3 separate regions of the Sus scrofa genome follow, and regions 1 and 2 are each linked to region 3. The links are chromatin contacts, called in public HiChIP or PLAC-seq maps. All regions are on one chromosome and are shown on one strand. Each heading gives the region's core, a stretch centred on a gene start, on an enhancer-like site or on the middle of the called end of the contact. The rest is flanking DNA. Distances are from core to core; before and after follow the strand shown.

Region 1 (4,336 bases), core at 280-2,779, 570 kb before region 3:
CTCACTCAGTGGGTTAAGGATCCAGCATACTGTGAGCTGTGGTGGCTCAGATCTGGCCTTGCTGTGGTGTAGCTGCAGCTCCGATTCAACCCCTAGCCTGGGAACTTCCATATGGTGCGGGTGTGGCCCTAAAAAATTAAAGAAAGACAGAGAGAGAGACTAGAAAAAATTATGGGATAAGCTAGTCTCTAACTTTTCTGAACCTATAAGCCCAGAATAGCTGCTGGGAAGTGACCTGAGCACAAATAATAGCAAGGAAATGTGCTGAAAAACAAAAAGCTAGCTGGGGAGTTCCGTTGTGGCGCAGTGGTTAACGAATCCGACTAGGAACCATGAGGTTGCAGGTTCGGTCCCTGCCCTTGCTCAGTGGGTAAACGATCCCGCGTTGCCGTGAGCTGTGGTGTAGGTTGCAGACGCGGCTCGGATCCCGCATTGCTGTGGCTCTGGTGTAGGTCGGTGGCTACAGCTCCGATTAGACCCCTAGGCTGGGAACCTCCATAGGCCGTGGGAGTGGCCCAAGAAAGCAAAAAGACAAAAAAAAAAAAAAAAAAAGCTAGCTGGCTTCTGTAAAATGGTGCAATACTGTGACTGAGTTTTGGCTCCGGAACCATGCTGCTTGGGTTCAATTCCTGCCTCCCTGATTCATTAGCTGCGGGTCCTCAGGCAAGATACTTAACGTCTCTATGCTTGTTTCCCCACCTGTAAAATGACAATACTGAGTACCTAATATTTCACAAGACTAAATGTGGGGCTTAAATGAATTAGTCCATATAACGCGCCTGAAACGGTAAGCCGCCAACAAATGATGATTCTTACACGGGCATTCTCGGCTAGCAGAGCGCTCCCTCTCCCATCACGGAATTACGCCGCACATGCCCACACTGTGCCCAGGGCACCTTCCCCCCTATACACACACACCCAAAGAAAAAGAAATCACTTTTTCACGGAAACTAGCGTAAGGCCAGGTGCCCGGAACAGCCACACGAGACATGGTAGGGATTCCTGACCCGAGCTGAGGCAAGGTCTCAGTTGGTCCGCTTGCGCTCCAAACCCGTCAAACCAGGGGTTCTGACCACCTGACTGACTGCAAATACAGACACTATTTTCATAAAAGTTTGGTCCACACAGCATTTCCATTCTGGTTAAGTCTTCACTACATTCCTAGAATTGGGAAGCCGAGACCCAGAGAAAGCCTAGTCATCTAGGGGCCCAAGGTCACTCGACGACCTCCGGGGAAGGGTCGGGGGCACCAGCTTTCCCGACCCTGCAAACGCAACGGGGAACCCAGGGCCCAGAAGGCCCTGGCGTGTTTGGGCGGCCTAGTTCCTGAGCCTCAGGACAGTGAAAAGGGTCGAGTCGCCCTCCTGGTCTTACCTCCTTGGGATCTCCAGACCCGGTCAGCATCCTTTGCTCGTCCTCCAGCCCCATGTCCGGCTGTGGCTCTAGACTCAGCACGAGCAGCAACAGCGGCACCTATTCCACTTCAGGATCAAGAAGGACTAGTAAGGGTCACTCGGCGGATATCCGGCGACCTGGCCGGAAGTGCGGCAGACTCGTCGTAGTCGCGAACACACGCTCCGATTGGCATGTACTATCGCCCAGAGGCAGGGGATAGGGGTAGCTGGTACTGGCACTAGGGGAGGATTGGCTAAGGAATAACCCCTCAGTCACGCCACACCCAAATATATTGACCTTGGCGCTTATTTGCAATATCGGATTCTAAGGAACTTGGGAAATATGCAGAAGCTTTCGATGTTCCTTTAGCCTAGTTCTCGTTCTTCCCCACATCGCTGATGGACGCGTCCTAACTGCTGACCTTTTCAAGATGGCGTCCCGAGAGTGCCACCCTCGGGCTCGCGCACCTCCCCAAGATGGCGGCGCCCGAGGCCTGGCGCGCCCGGAGTTGCTGGTTCTGTGAGGTAGCGGCGGCAACGACCATGGAGGCCACGTCCCGGGAGGCGGCGCCAGCGAAGAGCTCGGCCTCGGGCCCCAGCGCTCCCCCCGCCCTGTTCGAGCTGTGCGGGCGGGCGGTGAGCGCCCATATGGGGGTTCTGGAGAGTGGGGTGTGGGGTAAGTCGCGGGGTGAAGGGCTACCTCTGGCAAGGAGCGGAGGCGGCCCCGCAACCGGGGGGCGCGGGGGGCGAGGCCGGGAGGCCTGGGGCAAGGCCCAGCCCCGGGCACTGGAAGGCATATCGTGGGGTCGGAGCGTGAATTCCGTGACTGACAGGGCTGAGGCAGTAAGGTCGGCGACCAAACCAGCAGGTGGACCCGCACCGCGGCCTGGCTGGGGGGCGCGGGTGGCGAGGCCAGGAGGCCCGGTCTGGGACGAAGCAGGCAGGGCCCGGGCTGCGGAGGCGGGACTGCCGGCCCGGGCTGTGGGCACCGAAGTGACACTCGGGCTGGGCCGGGCTGCAGAGTCTCGGATGTTGAACGGACGGGCAGCGGGAGACCTGCTGCTGGGGGGCGGGGGCCGAGGCGGGGAGGCCCGGCCCAAGGCCGGGAGGCCAGGCCCGGGGCCACCTCAGCTGACCGACGGCGCGGGGCCGCGGGTGTCCGCAGGGCAGACTGCGGGCTTCGAGGCGCCGGAGGCCAAGCCGCTGGGCGAGGGCGGCCAGTGGGCTGCAGAGTGCGGGGATGAGGCAGCGGGAGAGGCCGAAAGACGCGGGGCGCCGAGGCCTGTCCGACGGCCCGGGGCCGGAGGGAGCGATCTGTGGCCCGGGCCTCGGTGCCAAACGGACTGAGCGGCAGACTGACGGGCAGGGCACGGAGCGCCGGAGCCGCTCGGATTGGCCGCGGGCGGGCCCGGGGGATCCCGACCTGGAAGGGGGCGCGGCGCCGCTAGGAGGCCCGGGTCCGAGTGGACTGAAAGGAGGCCCCGGGCCCGAGAGCGGCCGGCCCGGCCTCGGTGGAGGGCGCGCGGGCTGAGCAGCAGAGGCGGGCGGGCTGGGGCCCCGGGATGAGGGCCGGGGAGCCTGCGAGGACCCGCGGCCGGGCGGGCCGCGGCACGGAGGAGGGAGGCCTGCAGCCGGACGGGCCGGAGGAGGCCCGGCCGTGCGGGGGGTACCGCCCGCCGCAGCCTGGCAGCTGAGGAAGAGGACGCGGGTCGGCGACCTGGCCCGGGGAGCGAGGGAAAGAGAGGAAAGTGAGGGCCCTGGGGGGAGGCCTGGCGCGCGGGGCGGGGTGGGGGAGCCCACGGAGGCCGCGGGCCTGACACTGCGGGTGGGAGGGGCTGGGGCCCCGAGGCCAGGGCCGAAGTTGCCGAGGACACGGCAGGCCGGGCCGCGGGCCGGGGAAGAGGGAGCGGAGGGAGCGGTGACAGGAGAGGAGGCCCCGGGCCTTGAGGGGGAGGGGGGGAAGAAGAGAGAAGAGAAGGGTCTTTTCAGGAGGAAGCCCCCCCCCCCGCCCCGTGAGTGAGGTCAGCAGTGGGGACCTGAAGTCCCGGGATGGAGGGGTTGGGTAATACTGGGAGGAGGCTGATGTGGAGAAAAGGCTGGGGGGTTTAGGGGGTTGGGCCTCCAGGAATAAGCCCCAAAGTTGTCTAGGGGTTGGGGAGGCACAGCGATGTAGGAAGGCCCTTGGTGAGGTGGGGGTCAGGCATGGCTTTGGAAGAGGCCCAAGTGTCTGGTCTGGTGGGGGAAGACCGTCTGAAGTCCTGGGGTGGGGGGAGCCCTCCCTGTATCAAAAGCTAAGAAGAGTAGAGTCAGACTGGCCTGTAGGGAGTGAGAAAATTCTCAGTGGCTCTGGCCAGGAGACTCAGAAAATCCTGGGGAATGTGGAAGACTGCACAGTGGATCTGGCTGTGTCAGCCTGGAGCTTCTAGGACACTAAAATTGGCTAGGAGGGAAGAGGACTGGGGGTGGTGGGCCAGGTTGGGAACGGGAAGCATTAAAGGTGCCGGCTGGAAAGAATAGGGAAGAGCCTGGCTTAAAGCGAATGGAGAAAGGAAGAGAGGAGTTTGTGGATAATAGGGGATCAGCATCCCTGTGTCTGTCGAGGGGCTGGCTAAACAGAAGGGAGCTTATTGGAGGGAAGCGGAGGAAGAGCTCCTGTGGCTATAGGTTAGACCCCTCGGAAGGGTCATGTAAGAAGCCTGCTAAGCGGTGCTGTTTTGGAGGAAGGTCTGTGTGGGCTAACAGCCAGGAACGCCTTCCTGGAAGTATCGGACTAGCATTTCTTTGTATAGGGAGAGAGAAGGGGAAGGTGAGTAGAGGCAGCAGGAAAAGATATAAAGAGGGATAGAACAGGTATGTTATACCTTGAATGCCAGGATGTGGAACTTGAACTTTATCTTGAATGCAGTAGAGAGACTGCATTAATTAAGAGCACTGGGAATTAA
Region 2 (4,349 bases), core at 344-2,843, 520 kb before region 3:
ATTCGTCAGCTGAATCAAAGGTTTCCGGAAGGGAGACAGGAAACACTCCTGGCTCTGGGTCTCATTGCTGGCTTTCCGTTTCTTAGGAGTCTAGGAGAACAGAGGAAGGTGAAGTCTGAAGACACAGAGTTGGCCACAATGGCAACTGGAGTTTAAAATGCTTATTAAGTAGAGTTCCTGCTGTGACACAGTGGGATCGGCAACATCTTGGGAGCGCTGGGACCCAGGTTTGATCCCCAGCCTGGCACAGCGGGTTAAGGATCCAGCACTGCGGCAGCAGTGAATGAAGTAGCCTGTGAAGGGCAAGTCCAGCAGTAGCATGAGGTCATGCTGGCCCCATATCTTAGCTCCAAAAGCTCGAAGGAATGAATGAGCAAACGTTTGCTTCCCTCCCTGAATTTATCAATGGAGGGACAGGAGTGCAGCTGATCCCAGCTCAGGCCACTCTCCAGTCTGTCCACACCATGGCAGTGAGAACACCAGCACCAAAAGCATTTTCTGGAGCAAGCCAGCAGCAGACCACAACAAGTGCAACCCCAAGTTCAAGTCTGAGACCCATGTAAGTGGCAAGGGGCAGCCAATGTGCCTCTCTCACAGGTAGAGGAGCCTCCTGCACGCCAGCTACAGAGCCAGCCCCACTGAGCCATCAGACAAGAACTCACTCGAGCCAGCTTGCCAAGGTATTTGAAGCTATAAGACACACCTGAAACCAAACACCAGGGGGTCTCCTTTTCCCCCCACCCCCCCAAGGGAGCCAATCATCTCTTGTTTCGGAACATCCTTTACTACCGGGAAAACTGAGGCATGTGAGCTTCTAGTGAGCCCCTGAGTATCATTTTATTTATCTGGTTAAATGCCTGACACACAGTAAACAGTCATTGAAGGTTCTGAAGGGGTTCATTCCATGGAACCCAGGATTCCTTGCTGCTTAAACAGTCCTGCACCCCCACCTTCCCTGTCCCCTTGAGGGCAGAGTACTTACCGCTGCTCCAGGTTGCCAATCTTCACCATCAGAGGGTCTAACTTCCGGCTTTCTTTTGGCCAGCTGGCTGGGAGCTAAGCTCCTCCTCTGGAAGGAAAGAGGCAGTGGAGCCCAACAGCCCTAGCCATTGGGCTAGCCAGTCTCCTCTAGTCCCATACTTACCATCCTGCGCCCAGGAGCATAAAACGTCAGGTACCCATTAGCCAAAGGTCAAAGGCACCCAGCAGCTGAGGACGCAGAACCAGCCTGGTAAAAGGAGGGCCGCTACATAATTGAGAGCATGGGCTCTCAAAGAGGAAGCACGGACGGAGGGAATCCAGCCAGGGGCTGAGGTCTGGGCCCAAACTCTGAGAGGGTCGGCCGCCAGTTAGCCAAGGCGGGAGAGCAGGCCAAGAAGGAAGTATCCAAACAGAAACGAGTAGAGGTCTGGGATGGGGGGAAGACACAGATGGAGCACTAAACTGGGCAGGGCGGAGTCAGGATAAAGGTCCCCGGGGGATGTGAAGGCAGGGGACAGTTGCGGGGGGCGGGGTAATAACAGGCCAGAAGAGAGGCTGGGGGGCCGGAATCCGAGGCCTGGGAACGGCGAGTCCGGACAACGGGATTTCCCGGCTCGGAGTGCAGATGCTGGACAGCGGGAGGCAGGGCAGGGATTCAGGCAGAACAAGAAGACCCGCGCTTGGGAGGGGAATCCAGGAGTGGCCGGAATGAAGAGCAGAGCGGATTCCCCGCGCAACCCTCCGGCTCAACCTTCCTCTTTCCGAAGCGCGCGTTAACAGCCGCCCGGACTCCCCGGACCCGCCAGGCCCGGTCAATCGAACCTCCCGCGGCGGCGCCGCCGCACCACCCATTGGCTGCGTTCGATGCGTTCGGCGCTCGCGACCCAAGGGGAGGGGCGGGGCTCGGGCCTCGGTCGCCGAGAGCCGCCGGCTCTGGACCTGGAGTGGCTGAACGGACCCGCGGGGGGTGGGGCTTAGGGGGAAGGGCGGGGCCCGCAGTGGCGGGAGCGGCGGGCCAGGTGGGCGGGGTCGGCCGGGCCCGCGGGGCTTCGGGGCGGGGACGCGGGGGTTTGGCTCCAGCTCCGGGCGTTTGAGGGAGGGGGTGGGCTGCTCCGGCAGCTACTGTGGTGGCAGTTTTGCTCAGACCGCGGAGGACTTGCCTTCTGCCCGCAGAAGCCTGGGAAAGGCGCACCTGCCTGTGCTGCACCTGGAGTGCAGCTGGGGGTTGGAGTCCGTTGCAGCTCCCTTCACCCACAGACTGGAGGAGGGAGTTTTTCTGCCTGGTCTCCCTACCACGTGGTCGACTTGGGCAGTGAAGGTCTCCAGAGGACGTGATTTTAAGGTCTGGAGTATCTTTGAGGAAGCTTTTCTTTCCTAGGTAAAAATGGGTGTGTGGGGGGGGGATTCATTTAATTTTTTATATGGGAGTATAGTTGATTTACAATGTTATGTTAGTTTCAGGTGGTTTTGTTTTTATTTGTTTATTTTCTCGCTAGGGGTCCAGTCCGAGCTGCAGCTGCCGGCCTGTGCCACAGCCACGCCAGATCTGAGCTGCATCTGAGACCTCTGCTGCAGCTGGTGGCAAAGCCAGATCCTTAACCCGCTGAGCGAGTCCAGGGATGGAACCCACATCCTCATGGATGCTAGTCAGGTTCTTAACCCACAGAGCCATATGGGAGCTCTAAATTTTTAAGGCTTCATGTATTGATCCTTTTAACATTATAAAATAACCCTCTTAGAGTTCCTGCTGTGGTGCAGTGGGTTAAGAATCTGACTGCAGTGGCTCAGGTCACTGCAGAAGTGTGGGTTTGATTCCTGGCTCAGTGCAGTGGGTTAAAGGATCCAGTGTTGCTGCAGCTGCTGCATAGGTCAAAGCTACAGCGCAGGTTCAATCCCTGGCCCTGGGACTTCCATATGCTACAGGTGTAGCCATAGGGGAAAAAAAAATGTCCCTCTTTTTCTCTGGGGATACTCCTTGTCTTAAAGTTTATTTTGCCTGATATTAATTTCCAACATTGTTCAGATCAGTGTTATATTTCTCCCAACCTTTTACTTTCAACTTATTTTTATCTTTGTATTTAAGAATATCTCTTGTAGGAGTTCCTGTCTTGGCGCAGCGGAAACAAATCTGACTAGGAACCATGAGGTTGCAGATTCGATCCCTGGCCTCACTCAGTGGGTAAAGGATCCGGTGTTTCCTTGAGCTGTGGTGTAGGTCGAAGACGTGGCTCAGATCCTGTGTTGCTGTGGCTGTGGCATAGGCTGGCAACTGTAGCTCCGATTCAGCCCCTAGCCTGGGAACTTCCATATGCTGTGGGTGTGGCCCCCCCCAAAAAAAGAATATCTCTTGTAGAGAGCAATAGTTGGATCTTGCTTTTTTATTCAGACTTGACAGCCTTCATTTTTTATCTTTCTTTCTTCCTCCCTACCTCCTTCTTCCTTTTCCTTCTTTTCTTCCTTTTTCTTTCTTTCTTTCTTTTCCACCCTGGGCCAGGGATCAGACCCGAGCTTCAGTTGCAGCAATGCCAGATCCTTAGCCCACTGTGCCAGGCTGGAGATGGAACCTGTGTCTCAGTGCTCCATAGTTTCTGCTGATCTTGTTGCACCATAGCAGGAACTCCAGTCTCTGCTTTTTAATTACAATGTTTAGGCCACTTACATTTAATGTAATTATTGATAAATTTGGACTTAGGACTTCCGTTTTTTTTTTTTTTTTTTGGCATGCCCACAGCATATGGAAGCTCCCAGGCAAGGGATCATACCAGAACCACAGCTATGACAATGCCAGATCTTTAACCCATTGAGCCACCAGGGAAATCCAAGACTGTCATTTGCTCCTTGTTTTATATCTGTCTCATCTATTGCTAGAAAAAGAAGACAAAAATTCACCAAGGATATAGAAGACCTGAGCAATACTATCAACCACCTTGACCTAATTACATTTATAGAACATTTTACCTAACAACTGCATAATGCTTGTTGTTTTTATGGGGAAACAGAACATTCACCTAGATAGGCCATCTTTTGGGCCATAAAACATACTCAGTAAATTTTTAAAAATTGAATCCTTCAGGGAGTTCTCATCATGGCTCAGTGGTTAACGAATCTGACTAGGAACCATGAGATTGTGGGTTTGATCCCTGGCCTTGCTCAGTGGGTTAAGGAGCCGACGTTGCTGTGAGCTGTGGTGTAGGTCGCAGACTTAGCTCAGATCCCGAATTGCTGTGGCTGTGGTGTAGGCTGGCAGCTGCAGCTCCAATTAGACCCCTAGCCTGAGAACCTCCATATGCCGTTGGTGCAGCCCTAGAAAAAGAAAAGAAAAAAAAAATTGAAATCCTTCAGAGTATATTCTCAGGAATTAAATTAGA
Region 3 (4,281 bases), core at 1,684-4,183:
TGTATACTTTTCACAGCTTCATGCCTTTCTGTCTATGCCTAGAATTCTAGATTACCACTTTTCTATCTAGGGAACTTGTCTTATCTTTCAAAATTCAGCTTGAAGCTTTCTCCAATCTGATTTAATACTCCCAATAAGTAAAAACACCATGCACACTTTCATCATAATTCTCACAGTGAATTAAAATCATGTGTTTACTTGTCTGTCTCAGTAGGTTCAAGGGCGAGGACCATAATTTTTTTCTTTGCCTTAAAAAATCCCCAATGCCTTTCATGGTACATGGCCAAAGCAATAACCCTGCTGATTCTGGGCTTTAGTGAGAAGATTCCATATTTCAACAGATAAACAGATCAAGAGTAACTCAAAAAAAAAAAAAAATGTTGGATGAAAGAAAAAATGGAATAGTTATTTAAGAATCTTGGTGATTACCCAAAATGCTAGGAATGATTCCATCTTTTTTCTTTTTCAGCTGGACCTGCAGCACGTGGAAGTTCCCAGGCCAGGGATCAAACTGGAGCCAGAGCTGCAACCTGTGCCACATCTGTAGCAATGCTGGATCCTTAACCCGCTGTGCTGGGCTAGGGATTGAACCAGTGCCTCCATGGAGACAAGCCAGATCATTAACCCATTGTGCCACAGCAGGAACTCCTCTTTTTTTCTTTTTGTATAGAATGTTCTTCCCTGAGCTACTTGCATGGCTCCTTCCCTCACTGCTGATCACCCTGCTTGTAAATGCAATCCTTAAGTCTACTGTTCTCTATTCCCCCTCCCTGCTCTAAAGTTCTCTATAGCATGTAACACTTGACACAGCAAACATTTCAACCAGAATATAAGAGGAAAGGATTTTTTTCTTCTTCACTGCTATTGCCTAGCCAAGCAATGCCTGGAAAGTAGTGCTCAAATATTTGCTGAATAAACTAACCTTTGAAGATGCTCGAGAAAACTTCTGGATGAAGCGAAGCATATTGGGCCTCATTGAGAGTCTTGCTTAGGAAGATGCCAGGCAGTTCTGATTAATGTATTTTTACAGCTAACTGGAGGGTCTTAATCAGAAGCATGCTGCTATGTACAAAATAAGATGTCATTTATTTTCTTCATTTTATACATAGTTTTTTAAAAGTAGTAATTCGGGAGGATTTCTTCCATATAACACAGTTTCCTTGGAAAACAATCACTAATGTTTTCAAAAAATCAGTTAACATATTAATAGATCCTTTTCTTCTCTGAACCATTTTTTTAAGCTTTTGATGTCTGGTATTACAACGTAATTAATGCATAGAGACAATAGATCTGGGTTTTACAAATGCCTCCCTCATTTCCCAGCTGTGTGACCTTGAGTAAATTGTTTCCTTGGAGTGCAGCTTTCTCATCTTTAACACTGGAAGTCATAGGAGTTCCCGTTGTGGCTCAGTGGTTAACAAATCCAACTAGGAACCATGAGGTTGCAGGTTCGATCCCTGGCCTCGCTCAGTGGGTTAAGGATCTGGCGTTGCTGTGAGCTGTGGTGTATGGGTCACAGACACAACTCAAATCCCGAGTTGCTGTGGTTCTGGCGTAGGTTGGTGGCTACAGCTCCAATTCGACCTCTAGCCTGGGACTTCCATACGGGTGCGGCCGAAGAAAAAAAGACAAAACACTGAAAGTCATATAGCTTCTCTGCTTTTTTTTTTTTTTTCCCTTAAGGTATGTTTTGGGGCTTTGTAGTTTACAGCTCAAAGTAATGATAGTAGCAATCAATACAATTTAGCAGGCACTGTAACTATGTGTTTTATATGCACTAACTCATTCAATACAATGACCTCATCAACTTGGTGCTGGAAACAGTATTGCCTGTTAAGTTAGAGTGCAGACTTGAGTCAAATAATCTGGTTTGGAATCCTGGCTCCAACATAGTATTAGCTATATCACTTTGGACAAATTATTTAAGCTGGCTATGGTGCAGTTCACTCATCTACAAGGCTTATAATAACTACATAGGGTCTTTGTATTTTTAAAAAAAAAAAAAAGTCAATACATGTAAAGAGCTGACAACTGTTCCTAACACAAAGTAGGCACTCAAAAAATATTAGCTATTATTCCCACCTTACACAATATAAGCAGCCCAGTAAGTGGCTGTGTGAAAATATGAATCTACATCTATCATGTTTACATGAGTTCCATTCTTAACCAGAAGAATGAGGTGTCTAAAAATCCAAACCCCACAGTTGCTGCTTGATTAAAAAACTTGGTGAACTAATTTCTTGACTACAGATCTTAGGGCTGGGTCAAGAAATTCTGTACACCAGCCAGTCAGTGTCTTCATTCTATGAATAAGGAAGCAAGCAGGACGTTTATCTCTGGCCTCTGAGCAGAGGTTAGATAACACACATCTACTCCTGACTCCCAGACACACGTATCCGCATGGCCCACACATTCACCTTTGTTCAAAATCACCCCATTAAAAAGCTTAATGCTCCCTCAACCTTTCGAACTTTCTATGCAAGGTGACATGTGCTTCCCATCTCAAGAGTATTGAAGCGAAAAAGTGACACCCTAAAAGCCTGAGGACGGCAACTGGTGAGGGGTTTAAAGGACAAAGCCCCAAGTGTTAATCTGCTCAATTTTGGTGAAAAAGCTCAAGGTTTCCACTGCCTCAAATATAAGAGTTGCAAAATGCAAGTCTCAGCGCCGACAGCAGAGAAAAGGGAAGGCGGGGTCTGGATGCAAAGATCCTCGGGAAACTGTGCCCAACTGTGCCTGCGGTTTCAGTTTTACTCTGAAGGCTTGGTGCCCCCCTTTCCCAACCTGCACTGGTCGCAGCAGCGCTGTTACTTACTTGCCAGCGTCGCGCGGGGAGGTGGAAAGCTGAGCTGCAAGATTGGCCAGGCTCTCTGGAAAAAGCACTTCCGGCAAGTGGGGGTTATTAGCCTCCCACTTCCTGGGAGCCGGAAAAAAATCAGTCCGGCTGGAGACCTAACCACCCCTAACTGGTTCCCAATTCCAGGCTTTCTGTCTTGGACTCTAACATCTTGATTCTAGTGAAAGCCGGCTTTGGAATTCTTAGGGCATCTGAACGGTCCTTGCCTTTCTATTCCAGGTTTCCCAGCCAGAAGAATCTGCTCCGCAGAGTTCGGGAAGGTGGAGTGAAACTACTGGAACCATCTCAGAGTGATGGTGGTGGAGCAAGGTAGGAGAGATTTGGAGTCTAGGCCAAGTATGACTTGGCCAAATTGCTTGCTATCTCTGGAATTCATTTTTTTACTTTGCGTAACAACAAAGTTTCTAGGATCAACGGGGCACATCTCCCTTCTCATTGGGGTCCTGAACTAATACTAGCTAAGAAAACAAACACCTGTTTCCACTTCATTTTCTTTGCTGCTAACTGAAAACTTAGTTAAGAAATAAAAAGCACCGGGGCAGGACTTTCACTTCCATGAAAGACGTGGTAAGAGTCTTGGGCTTGAGGGTGACCCGGAAGTTAGATTATTCCTCCTGTCGCTCTCCGCTTTAACTTTTGTTTGTGAGCTAGGTGACCTTGAGCAAGTCCCTTCCCTTCTCTGAGCTTCAATTTCAGTCTGTCATCGGGAGTTCCCGCTGTGGCACAGCTGGTTAATGACCCCACTTGTCTCTGTAGAGGTGCCAGTTGGATGCCCAGCCCACTGCAATGGGTTAAGGATCTCTCCTTGCTGCAGCTATGGCGTAAGTCGCAGCTCTGGCTCGGAATGAATCCCTGACCAGAGCACTTTCCTACGCCGCGAGTGCGGCTGGAAAAAAAAAAAAAAAAGGAAGCACCACTAGACGTATCTGTCTGAAGACAATGGGAGACCTGAACCGGCCCAGGATGGCCAGTTTCACATTCCTCCAGATTCTATGTAGTCTAGCTTCCTGGTTACCAGCTCTCTCAAGGTTTAGCTTCGCGTGCAGAACGGGCTCACAGCACATTCTTCCTGATGCTAACCCCTTCCAGCCGCTATCGGCTTTCACTTTTATTTCCTCCTCCGTCATGGCAGCGCCGCCCCTTCCCGTTACGCGACACCCAATGAAACTTTGGGTCAGAGAAACAGCTTCTCCGCCCTGGCACGGGAGCAGACTCAGACCCGAAATCCTCCCGGTGCTGGGACAGGGGCGTGACGCCAGCGGTCGGGCGGAACTAGCACTCCCAGTGGGCAACGCCTCGGGCCCAGCCGCGCAGGACTCCAGAGCCCGGCAGCGAGGCCCGCTGGGGGCTGGAGTCTTAGCGACGCGCGCGCACGTGGAAGGCAGGAGCCGAAAGTGGGAAGGGGTCGGCAAACACACACGCCT

Evidence for each region. HiChIP or PLAC-seq counts read pairs in DNA pulled down with a chosen protein or histone mark.
Region 1: a contact with region 3 is called in an H3K27ac HiChIP or PLAC-seq map of alveolar macrophages. The contact joins the promoter of LOC100524873 here to the promoter of GPBP1L1 in region 3. A contact is called at or near these places in 1 of 5 promoter capture datasets (liver), 1 of 47 Hi-C or Micro-C datasets (skeletal muscle) and 1 of 2 datasets of contacts at active chromatin or transcription factors (alveolar macrophages).
Region 2: a contact with region 3 is called in an H3K27ac HiChIP or PLAC-seq map of skeletal muscle, with 4 times the contacts expected there. The contact joins the promoter of RAD54L here to the promoter of GPBP1L1 in region 3. A contact is called at or near these places in 3 of 5 promoter capture datasets (fetal liver, fetal skeletal muscle and liver) and 2 of 2 datasets of contacts at active chromatin or transcription factors (alveolar macrophages and skeletal muscle).

The regions. Positions count from the first base shown.
Region 1 is chr6:165,132,846-165,137,181 of Sscrofa11.1, forward strand. LOC100524873 (cytochrome b-c1 complex subunit 6, mitochondrial) reads right to left here and starts at 1,530. Exons shown (of 4, transcript XM_005665459.3): 1 at 1,375-1,530. The coding sequence starts at 1,428. LRRC41 (leucine-rich repeat-containing protein 41) reads left to right here and starts at 1,837. Exons shown (of 11, transcript XM_003128024.5): 1 at 1,837-2,070. The coding sequence starts at 1,872.
Region 2 is chr6:165,183,048-165,187,396 of Sscrofa11.1, forward strand. RAD54L (RAD54 like (S. cerevisiae)) reads right to left here and starts at 1,594. Exons shown (of 18, transcript NM_001123183.1): 1 at 1,145-1,594; 2 at 983-1,069; 3 at 1-90. The coding sequence starts at 1,147.
Region 3 is chr6:165,706,031-165,710,311 of Sscrofa11.1, forward strand. GPBP1L1 (vasculin-like protein 1) reads left to right here and starts at 2,934. Exons shown (of 12, transcript XM_021096736.1): 1 at 2,934-3,166. It overlaps TMEM69 (transmembrane protein 69), which reads right to left and starts at 2,953. Exons shown (of 3, transcript XM_021096737.1): 1 at 2,816-2,953; 2 at 923-1,062. The coding sequence starts at 976.